Linked DNA regions of Macaca mulatta: region 1 is linked to region 2. Evidence: chromatin contacts called from public Hi-C data. All regions are on one chromosome and are shown on one strand. The core of a region is the stretch at or near the end of the contact, and the rest is flanking DNA. Distances in the headings are between cores, read along the strand shown. Region 1 has its middle 190 kb from the start of ZNF618. Region 2 overlaps ZNF618 (zinc finger protein 618).

What was found. Hi-C and Micro-C count contacts between places; a contact is called where the count stands out from the background.
Region 1: a contact with region 2 is called in a Hi-C map of fetal cortical plate, with 3 times the contacts expected there. The contact joins two enhancer-like sites. A contact is called at or near these places in 6 of 14 Hi-C or Micro-C datasets (CD4 T cells, blood, cortical neurons and 3 more).

The regions. Positions count from the first base shown.
Region 1 is chr15:44,632,824-44,637,334 of T2T-MMU8v2.0, reverse strand. No RefSeq gene overlaps it. Among named protein-coding and RNA genes, the nearest start is that of ZNF618, 190 kb to the right of the region's middle. Within about 2 kb of position 2,159, at least 7 of the 40 cell types and tissues checked have an H3K27ac peak or open chromatin away from gene starts, as enhancers often do. A contact at or near this core is called in fetal cortical plate, where this site is marked.
Region 2 is chr15:44,284,438-44,289,653 of T2T-MMU8v2.0, reverse strand. The region is part of intron 13 of ZNF618 (zinc finger protein 618); the gene reads left to right. Among named protein-coding and RNA genes, the nearest start is that of AMBP, 36 kb to the right of the region's middle. Within about 2 kb of position 1,708, at least 4 of the 40 cell types and tissues checked have an H3K27ac peak or open chromatin away from gene starts, as enhancers often do. A contact at or near this core is called in fetal cortical plate, where this site is marked.

The sequences.
Region 1 (4,511 bases), core at 910-3,409, 350 kb before region 2:
CCCATGACTGTAAGTTTCCTGAGGCCTCCTCAGCCAGGCCAAACTGTGAGTCAATTAAACCTTGTTCCTTTATCAGGTATGTCTTTATTAGCAGCTTGAGAACGGACTAATACACCCACCATACACATATATGCATAAAACACTCTGGAAGGCTCCACACCACAACCTCACGTTCTTTATTTCGGGGCGCTGAGGGTGGAGGGTGATATTCTTCTCTTCCTTTTGTTCTTTTTTGTGTTTTCTCATTCTAAATTAAACATGGGTTATTTATTTTCCCATCTCTTTCCTCTTTTCTATCCTCATCCTTGCAAAGAAACCCAAAGTTCCAGCCATATTGGCCTGGAACTGGGTTGATCAGGAGAGAAAAAGTCACCCTTTTTTCTAAAAGGCAGAGTGGAGGGTGCTCTCCTGTTGCACAGAATTCTGGGACCTGGTTTGACCAGACTTGGACAAGGCGTCACTCTGCCTCTGGCTGGGAGGGGTCCTTGAACATCTTTTCTTCAATTTGCAATTGTGTCGGAGGGCATTCCAAGTGGAGGGTACGAGTAGGTGCGATACCTGCAGTCAGGAGACAGCATGGAAATTAGGGGACCTGCAGAGGAAGGATGTGGCAGGAGCAATGGGTATGAGGGGCACGGCGAGTGCACTGAGGGAGACAGGAGCTAGATCCTGCAGGCTCTTTTGGGCCCCTGGACTCCCGTGAAGCAGTGGGGGGTGGTTGTCCTTGCTGTTCCCATATATAGAGGAGGGAATGAAGCATCCTGCAGCACAGTGACTTGCCTTGCAGGGCTGAGGCTGGAAGCCAGGTCTCCCAGGGGGCTGCAGAGGCACAGGCTCTGAGGGAAGGGGGGCCAAGTGCAGACCCTGCTCAGGTTCTTTCCATTCTCTCCAGCTCCCCCAGGCCTTGTGAAGCCTCAGGAACACCCCTCTCTGCAAAGGACAAGGCCAGGATTTGACACAGGAGCAGGTCTCAAAGCTACTGGGAAAACTGGGACCCCTTCAAAGGCAGACACTGGGATAACTCCTCTTGAAGCCTCTGCAAATGCTGCGGAGGAGAAGGGGAAAGTAGGGAGGAAGGAAAAGGAGGGAAGAGGGGAGGGAGGAGGGAAGAAGCAGGAGGAAGGCAGAGAAGAGGGAGGAGGGTAGGGAAAGGAGGGAGGAGGAGGGTGGGGAAGGGAGGGAAGAGGGAGGAGGAAGGAAGAGGAAGACGGAGAGGAAGATGGGGAAGGGAGGGAGGAGGAAGGCAGAGAAGAGGGAGGAGGGAAGCAGAGAGGAGGAAAAAAGTCAACAGAGAGGAGGGAGGAGGGTGGAGAAGGGAGGGAGGAGGCAAGAGGGAGGAGGAAGGAAGAGAGCAGGAAGGAGAGTGGAGAAGGGAGGGAGGAGGGTGGAGGAGGAAGTGGGGAGGAAGGAAGAGGGGATGTGGATATTGGCCTCCCATCACCTTTTAAAGGAAGGAATCCCACCCTCTCCAGGGAATGAAGACTCCTGGATGTCTCCTTCCTGGGGCCTCAGTTTCTCCTTCTGAGCAGGAAGTGTATAGGTGCCCTTTCTGGTGGCTTTCTCTCTCCTCCTGCCACCCTCCCCGCTTCCCATTTCCCATCTGCAGAATTTCTCGCTCTGCGTGCGTTGAGTGGTGTGTAGGCAGAGCCAGGCGCTGCTGTGGATGTTCGGGAATCAACTGCTCTGTTCAGCAGTCACCCACACAAGGTGGATCATTGTCACCTTCTAAGCTTCTAGTAATTCTGAGCCCTGTCCTCGGCCCTCTTTCCCCTTCCTTCCCTCCGCCGCGATCTCTCCTGCCCCGGGCTCTCCATAAACGATCCCCGAGGGGCCTGGCGTCGCCGCCGCGGGCGAGTGTCATTGGGGACTTTTCCAGGCTGCGCGGTGCGGAGCGCTGCAGGGTATGGAGGGTTGGAAACTGCGGAGTCAGCGCTTCTGCCGAGCTCCCAGCGCGGACCCTGAGGGCCAGTTGGGGGTGAGGGTCAGGGGAGGGAGCGGGGGATCCCACCCTGCAGCCCTCACACTCAGGCCTACACTCCCCGGTTTGGAGCCCAAGTAACCCCCTCCGGTCCTCCCCACCACCCGCGGGAACTCGAGAACCGGTAAGGGAGTTCGCACCCTGCTTTGCAGCTGCCTTGACTTTGGCCCCTCTCGGATCTGTTTCCTCTTTAGGAAACCGTGGAGATGCGTGCTGCCCCAGAGAATACAGGCGTGTTTACCAAAACCGCTTTGTAAGCAAGGGTTGCGCGCTTGCTACGTAGGTAGGGGAGGCTCTCCATGCAGTCTTTCCTGGTGCTGGAAGGGTGAGGCTTTGAAATCCAGCTGCCCGGGTTCTAACCTCCGTGCTGAATGACCTTGAGAGAGTCATGCAGCGTCTCTGTGCCTCAGTTTCCTCCTATGTGAAGTAGGGATGATATTTGTAGCACCTACTTTCCGTGGTTAGTTTGCGAATTCAGTGTGTTCCCCAGTAAGTGCTGGCTGTTGTTATAATTGCCCCATTTTGCAGGTGGGGATACTGAGGCTCTGGGCTCTGGGTGCCTTTCTTTAGGGTGCAAAACTGATAAGCAGGGAAGTCCGGGTCTGCAGGCTCCCTCCAGAGCTCCTTCATGGTGTCAAGTACACTGGGATGTCCCCAGTGACCTCTCCTAAGGGTCTTGGCTCCCAACTCTCTCCCACCTCCTTTTCAGGCTGTTCCTCTGAGGATGAGGTGCCACCCTCAGTACAGAGATACCCAGCAGTGGACTAACTTCAAGCTCTAGAAGGAGTTTAAAAGACGCTGCCAGGTCGAGGGCCTTGACCCAGGAGGTCCCCCCTGCCTTGACTGTGAGAGGCATTGGGCAGAACCCCAGGTTCTGAGCCTTCGCTGGAAGCTCCTGCTGGCTCTGTACAACAGTCAAAAGACCCGAGGTTATGGAGTCAGCCAGATCTGGTTTGAAATCTTCCTCTGTTGCTTATGCTTTTGGGTCAATACCTCCCCTCCCAGAGTCTAGTTTTATTAAAACCATAAAATGGAACCTTAACCTTTGCCTTGTGGGGTGATGACAAGGCTTAGAGGTAATTATGCAAAGCCACTCACAGGTAGCTGGCATTAGGGTCAGCGTACCATTGCTAGGAACTGGCTATGCGAACCTGCACATGTCTGTTACCTTTTCTCCGCCTCATTTTCCCCATCCTGGTAATAAAATGACTGTTCCAATGCACTTTAAATGCCACGATGGATCAAAACTTGCTCAATCTTGGTGGTATTCCAGGAGCTCCGAGGAGGGAGGGGTCGGGAAGGCCTGTCTTGGTGCCAGTACCTGGACCTTTAAAGACTCTTTGACATGTGTCTTAATGAATGAACAGAGCTGCCAAGGGTGAGTGCAGAAATGAATACCCAAATGTGCATTCACCCATGAGTCTCCTTCCACATCACTGCAGCCTCCAGCCTCATGACAAGGCCAGGCAATACTCTGGGGAAAAGGTTCAAGTCGCACGAACAAGGAACTCATGATTCACAACAAAAACACTTAATAATTGAGTCTAGACATCATGAGTCTTTCTGCCCAGTTTTCAAAGTACCTTCACATCCATGATTTTACTTGATGTTCCCAATGACTTGACCAGGAAAGCCTTATTGTAATTACTGTTATTATTATTTCTTTTTCTTTCTTTTTTTTTTTTTTGAGATGGAGTCTTGCTCTGTCACCCAGGCTGGAGTGCAATGGCGCCTTCTTGGCTGACTGCAAGCTCCGCCTCCCAGGTTGACACCATCTCCTGCCTCAGCCTCCCGAGTACCTGGGACTACAGGCGCCCGCCACCATGCCCGGCTAATTTTTTGTATTTGTAGTAGAGACGGGGTTTCACCATGTTAGCCAGGATGATCTCGATCTCCTGACCTCATGATCCGCCCACCTTGGCCTCTTAAAGTGCTGGGATTACAGGCGTGAGCCACCACGCCCGGCCTGTTATTATTATTTCTATCATTACTGTTTATCTCGTTTTACTGTGGGATGCTGCCACTTCCTATTCCTGGGCCCCCCAAACATGAGCAATCAATCAGGGGTTCTTGTCTCTTCGTGTCTTCAGAATGCTTCTCCATCAAGCACTCTGGCTAGTCACCACCAATCAATTGAAGTCCTCATGACAGCTGAGACCCGTTTTGCTTCCCTGGCTAGCAACTATCCTAAAGGCAATAAATTCCTATTAAATTAACTTGAAAGGCTCAAAGAGGAAGAGGCAAGCTAGGCTCAGGGCCTGGATTTCCTGACGCCCACCCAATCCAGTGCTCTGCATGCAAACATCACTTAGAAGCCTCCTTCCTTCAAGGGTTCTCCCATTTCTCTGACCTAATGAGACAGCTCCAGACTCTGTGAAATATGCAAACACACACACATAAATCCTTCCTCCATGGCAGACTTTCCTTCAAAAAAGAAAAAATTACCCAGCAGTGTTGGCAGTGAGATCAGGCAAGACGAATTTGGGGACTAGCCAGTTGCGACAACCAGGTACACCATTCCTAGACCACAGAA
Region 2 (5,216 bases), core at 459-2,958:
GAGCAGAGTCTCATTCACTAACACCCTATGTCCCAGAATGCAATTCTGTCCAAACTTGAGGACACATCAGAATCACCAGGAGGCTGGCTAGAGCACAGATTTCTAGACTCCATTGTGAATTTCTGATTCTGTAGGTCTGCAGAGGTGAGGACTAGGATTTGCATTTTTGGTAAGTCTTAAGACAGTGCTGATGCTACTGGTTCAGGGACTAACCCTTTGAGAACCACTGCTCTAGAGCTACAGGTGCAGTCATCTGCTCTCCAGGCAACCTTTTTATTATATTTCACCACAGCATAACACAAGTCTTAGGGAGACACTATTTGCTGGAATAAGTCAGTAATTCCACATTCTCAGTGGTTACACATACAGATCATTTACTTCTTACTCACATTATAGCCCAATGCACATGACCTCGTTAGGTGGCTTCCACATGGTCATTCAGGGATCAAGGCTCTTTTTTCTTGTGGCTTCATCCTCCTCTAGATCTTCGGCGTCCTCTCTCTTTGTGGATGGAGAGAGAGGCTGTGGAGCAGGCACACTTCTTTACCATTTCAGACCACAAATGACACCTGTAGATGCTCAAATTCCAGTGTGGAGAATTAGTCACATGACCAGCCTGAATCCATGAGCGGAAGCATGTCCAGAGCCACTGTCCCAGCACAGCTGGACACTCTGCAAAGGGAAGCATGAGTCTGGGGAGGCAGCTAGCTGTCCCTCCACCCCTTTCCCCAGAGGAATTCTCTAGAGGCATTAGAAATAATGGGTGAGAAGTCCCTGACATATAATGGGGTTCAGTAATTGGTACCTGCTGTTATTTCACCTGTTATTGTTATTGTACAAATCTTTCACGTCATCTCCCAGGTCTGGCCTGACTAGCATAGAGTATTACAGTACTAGAATCTCTTTTAGGCTAAGTACTGTTCTGTTAGTGTAGTCTCTGTCATTCACTCATTCATCCAGCATATATTAATTGGGTATCTGCTGTATACTAGGCATAAAATCACATGATCTTTTGGGGGAGCCTATTATTTATTTCTAATGAACTTAAAATCAAGACAGAGCTCTGGAGTTGCAGCCAAGGCACTTGCCTCGGAGACCTGCTCTAACTGGTGTGTCTGGGTACTGTGTGACCTCCTGCAGGAAGCTATGTCTCCATCTCTAAAGGGCCTGAAAATCCCCTGTCTCCAGCAACCTACCCCACACCACGCTTGCCACCCCCTGCTTTCCTTTGTCGTCAGCCGTGCCTCACCAGGGAAGGCCTTGAATGCCAGCTCAAGGTGTTTAGACCCCATGGGGAAGCAGGACCCCCGGTCCTGCCTGAACATATCACCTGGTCCTGAGACTCCCACAGCACAGCCTCCTGCACTCTTCCTCTGAAGCCTCGGCACTCTGCCCGCGCCCTGCCAGCTTCTGGAAGCTGAGCTGTGATTAGGGAAGAGCCTGGGTGCCAGTGCTTTCCCATCCCTGGAGACCATTAAAATGCAAATCAGGGCTGAGCCTTGAGGTGGCCCCACCTCTCCCAAGCATCTTGACTTGTTTTCAGAGTGGAGCCGCGGGCTGCTTTGTTCTGGTTCAGCGCAGCCAGAGAATGCCTGGCTGGCAATCAAGCGCAAAGCCAGGCTGAATCCCAGCCACCCTGAATCGGGATTAAAGGCTTCGCTCCATAGAGAGAAATTAAGCATCATGAGCTGCGCAGTTCACAGCGCCGCCGATAAGGAGGATCAGCCTTGAATAACACCAATCTCATTATGGGGCTGCTGAATGGCACAGGGTAATTCCCGCTAATAAACTTCCTTTCTGTGCTATAGGAAAACCTGGCGTGCCTTGGTGACGTTGGAGAAGCGTGCTTTGGCAGTAATAATACCAAAGATAACTAAAATTTTGCAAGTGCTTTCTGTGCGTCACTTGTGGTATGAGAGCTTTACACAGGTTATTTCATCAGATCTTCCTGATTAGGTAGTTGACATTTTCATCCCTATTATGCAGATGATGAAACCGAGGCTCAAAGAACATAATCACTGGCCCAAAGTTGCACATCTCCTAAAATAAAAGCATCCAATAGCATTTGAGCTTTTACTTGGCGCCAGGCCTTGTTCTAAGACTTTTACATATATTCACTCATTTAATTCTCAGAACAACCCTCAGAGTTAAGTGCCCATAACAGCTCTGCTTCATAGCTGACGAAACGGAGGCACAAATTGGTTAAGTAACTTGTCCAAGGCTATGCAGTCACAGTGGCAGGCTATGGATAGGATTCCAGCTCTCGCAGTGAACTCCAGAGCCCACGCTCTCAACATCCACCCTGTGCAGCCTCAGGTAGACCCTGATGGAAGATTAGCAGAGATGGAAGCCCTCTCAGAGGTCATCTCTTTCAGCCTCCTCATTGAAGTACAGCCAGGAAGACCACAGCTAAGAGGGATTGGGAGACTCAACAGACAGCAAGCAAGCTGGCAGCTCATGAGTTTAGGATTTTGGAGATGACCACACCTGGTTTGTTCCTTCCTTCTTTCCTTCCTTCCTTCCTTCCTTCCTTCCTTCCTTCCTTCCTTCCTTCCTTCCTTCCTTCCTTCCTTCCCTCCTTCCCTCCTTCCCTCCTTCCCCCCTTCCCCCCTTCCCCCTTTCCCCCCTTCCCCCCTTCCCCCCTTCCCTCCTTCCCTCCTTCCCTCCTTCCCTCCTTCCCTCCTTCCCTCCTTCCTTCCTTCCTTCCTTCCTTCCTTCCTTCCTTCCTTCCTTCCTTCCTTCCTTCCTACCCTGGTTTCTTCCTTTCTTCCTTTCCTGGTACCACTGCACTCCAGCCTGGGGTGACAGAGCAAGACCCTGTCTCTAAAATGTAAAAATAATATTACCATCAACCCAGAAAGTTTCTTCATGCCTCTTTGCAGTCATTCCCTTTCTCCTACCCTAGCTACTGGCAACTAACACCTGCTTTCTTTCATTGTAGTTTTGCCTTTAGTGGATTTTATTACATATGGAGTTCTACAGTATTTAGCCTCTTGTGTCTAACTTCTTTCACTTAGCATACTTTTGAGGTTTGTCCATGTTCTGTGTTACCAATAATTCCTTTATTTTGCTGAGTTGTATTTCATTGTCTAAATATATCACAATTTGTTTATCCATTCACCAACTGATGGTCATGTAGATCTCCAGTTTGGGGCTATTATGAATAATGCTGCTATGAACATTCATGTACAAGTCATGTACATGTTTTTAACTCTCTTGGGTATATACCTGAAAGTGGAGATACTGAGCTGTAAGGTAATTCTGTTTAATACTGTGAGGAATCACCAGATTGTTTCCTAAAGTAGCTGCACCATTTTTACATTTCTACCAGCAGTGTATGAAGATTCTAATTTCTCTATATCCCTGTCTATACCTTTTATCATCTTCCTTCTTGATAATAGCCATCCTAGTGCATGTGAAATGGCATTTCATTGTGGTTTTGATTTACATTTTTCTGACAGCTAATAATGTTGAGCATCTGTTCCTGTGCTCATTGACCACATTGGCAAAGGATCTGAATACACATTTCTCCAAAGAAGATATACCCAGTAATGGGATTGCTGGAAGAAATGGTAGATCTACTTTTAGGTCTTTAAGGAACCTCCATGCGTTTTCCATAGTGGTTGTCCTAGTAAAAGTGTTCCCTTTCCACCACATCCCTGCCAACATCTATTATTTTTTGATTTTTAAGTTATGGCCATTCTTGCAGGAATAAGATGGTACTGCACTGTGGCTTTGATTTGCATTTCCCTGATCATTAGTGATGTTGAGCATTTTTTCATGTTTGTTGGACGTTCATTTATCTTCTTTTGAGAATTATCTATTCATATCCTTAGGCCACTTTTTGATGGGATTGTTTATTTTTTTCTTGCTGATTTGTTTGAATTCCTCATAGATTCTGGATATTAGTCCTTTGTCAGATGCATTTGCAAAGATTTTATCCCAGTCTGTGGGTTATCTGTTTACTCTGCTGATTATTTCTCTTGCTGTGCAGAAGCTTTTGTGTTTAGGTCCCATCTATCTATCTATGTTTTTTGTGCATTTGCTTTTGTGTTCTTGGTCATGAAGGTCTTTGCCTAAGCCAGTGTCTAGAAGTGGTTTTCTGATGTTCTAGAATTTTTATGGTTTCGGGCCTTAGATTTAAGTCTTTGATCCATCTTGAATTGATTTTTTGTGTAAGGTGAGAGATGAGGATCCAGTTTTATTCTTCTGCATGTGGCTAGCCAATTATCCCAGCACCATTTGTTGAATAGGGTGTCCTTTCCCCACTTTATGTTTTTGTTTGCTTTGTCGAAGATAAGTTGGCTGTATTTGGCTTTATTTCTGGATTCTCTATTCTGTTCTACTGGTCTATGTGCCTATTTTTATGCCAGTACTATGCCATTTTGGTGACTATAGCCTTGTAGTTTAGTTTGAAGTCCGGTAATGTGTTGTCCCCAGATTCGTTCTTTTTTCTTAGCTTTGCTTTGGCTGTGCGAGCTCTTTTCTGGTTCCATTTAAATTTTAGGATTGTTTTTTCTAGTTCTGTGAAGAATAATGATGTTGTTTTGATGGGAATCACATTGAATTTGTAGATGCTTTTGGCAATATGGTCATTTTCACGATATTGACTCTACCCATCCATGAGCACGGAATGTGTTTCTATTTGTCTGTGTCATCTGTGATTTCTTTCCGCAGTGTTTTGTAGTTTTCCCTGTAGAGGTCTTTCACCTCCTTGGTTAAGTGTATTCCTACGTTGTTTTTTTGTTTTGTTTTGTTTTGTTTTGTTTGGCAGCTTTTGTAAAAGGGGTTGAATTCTTGATTTAGTTCTCAACTTGGTCACTGCTGGTATATAGCAGTGCTACTGATTTGTGTACATTGATTTTTGTATCCTGAAACTTTACTGAATTCATTTATCAGTTCTAGGAGCTTTTTGGACAAGTCTTTAGGGTTTTCTAGGTATATGATATCAGTGAACAGCCTTTGCCCATTTTTAATTGTTTTTTTGTATCCTTTTATTATTGAATTGTGAGAGTTCTTCATATATTCTAGATACAAGTTTCCTATAGATTATTTGCAAATATCTTTCCCATTCTGTGTCTTGTCTTTTTACTTTCTTGATGTCCTTCAAAGTATAAAAGTTTTTAATTTTGAAGTCCTTTCATCTATTTTTCTCTGTGCTTTTGGTGCCATATCCAGGCAGTGGTATCAAGAAACCACTACCTAACCTAAGGTCA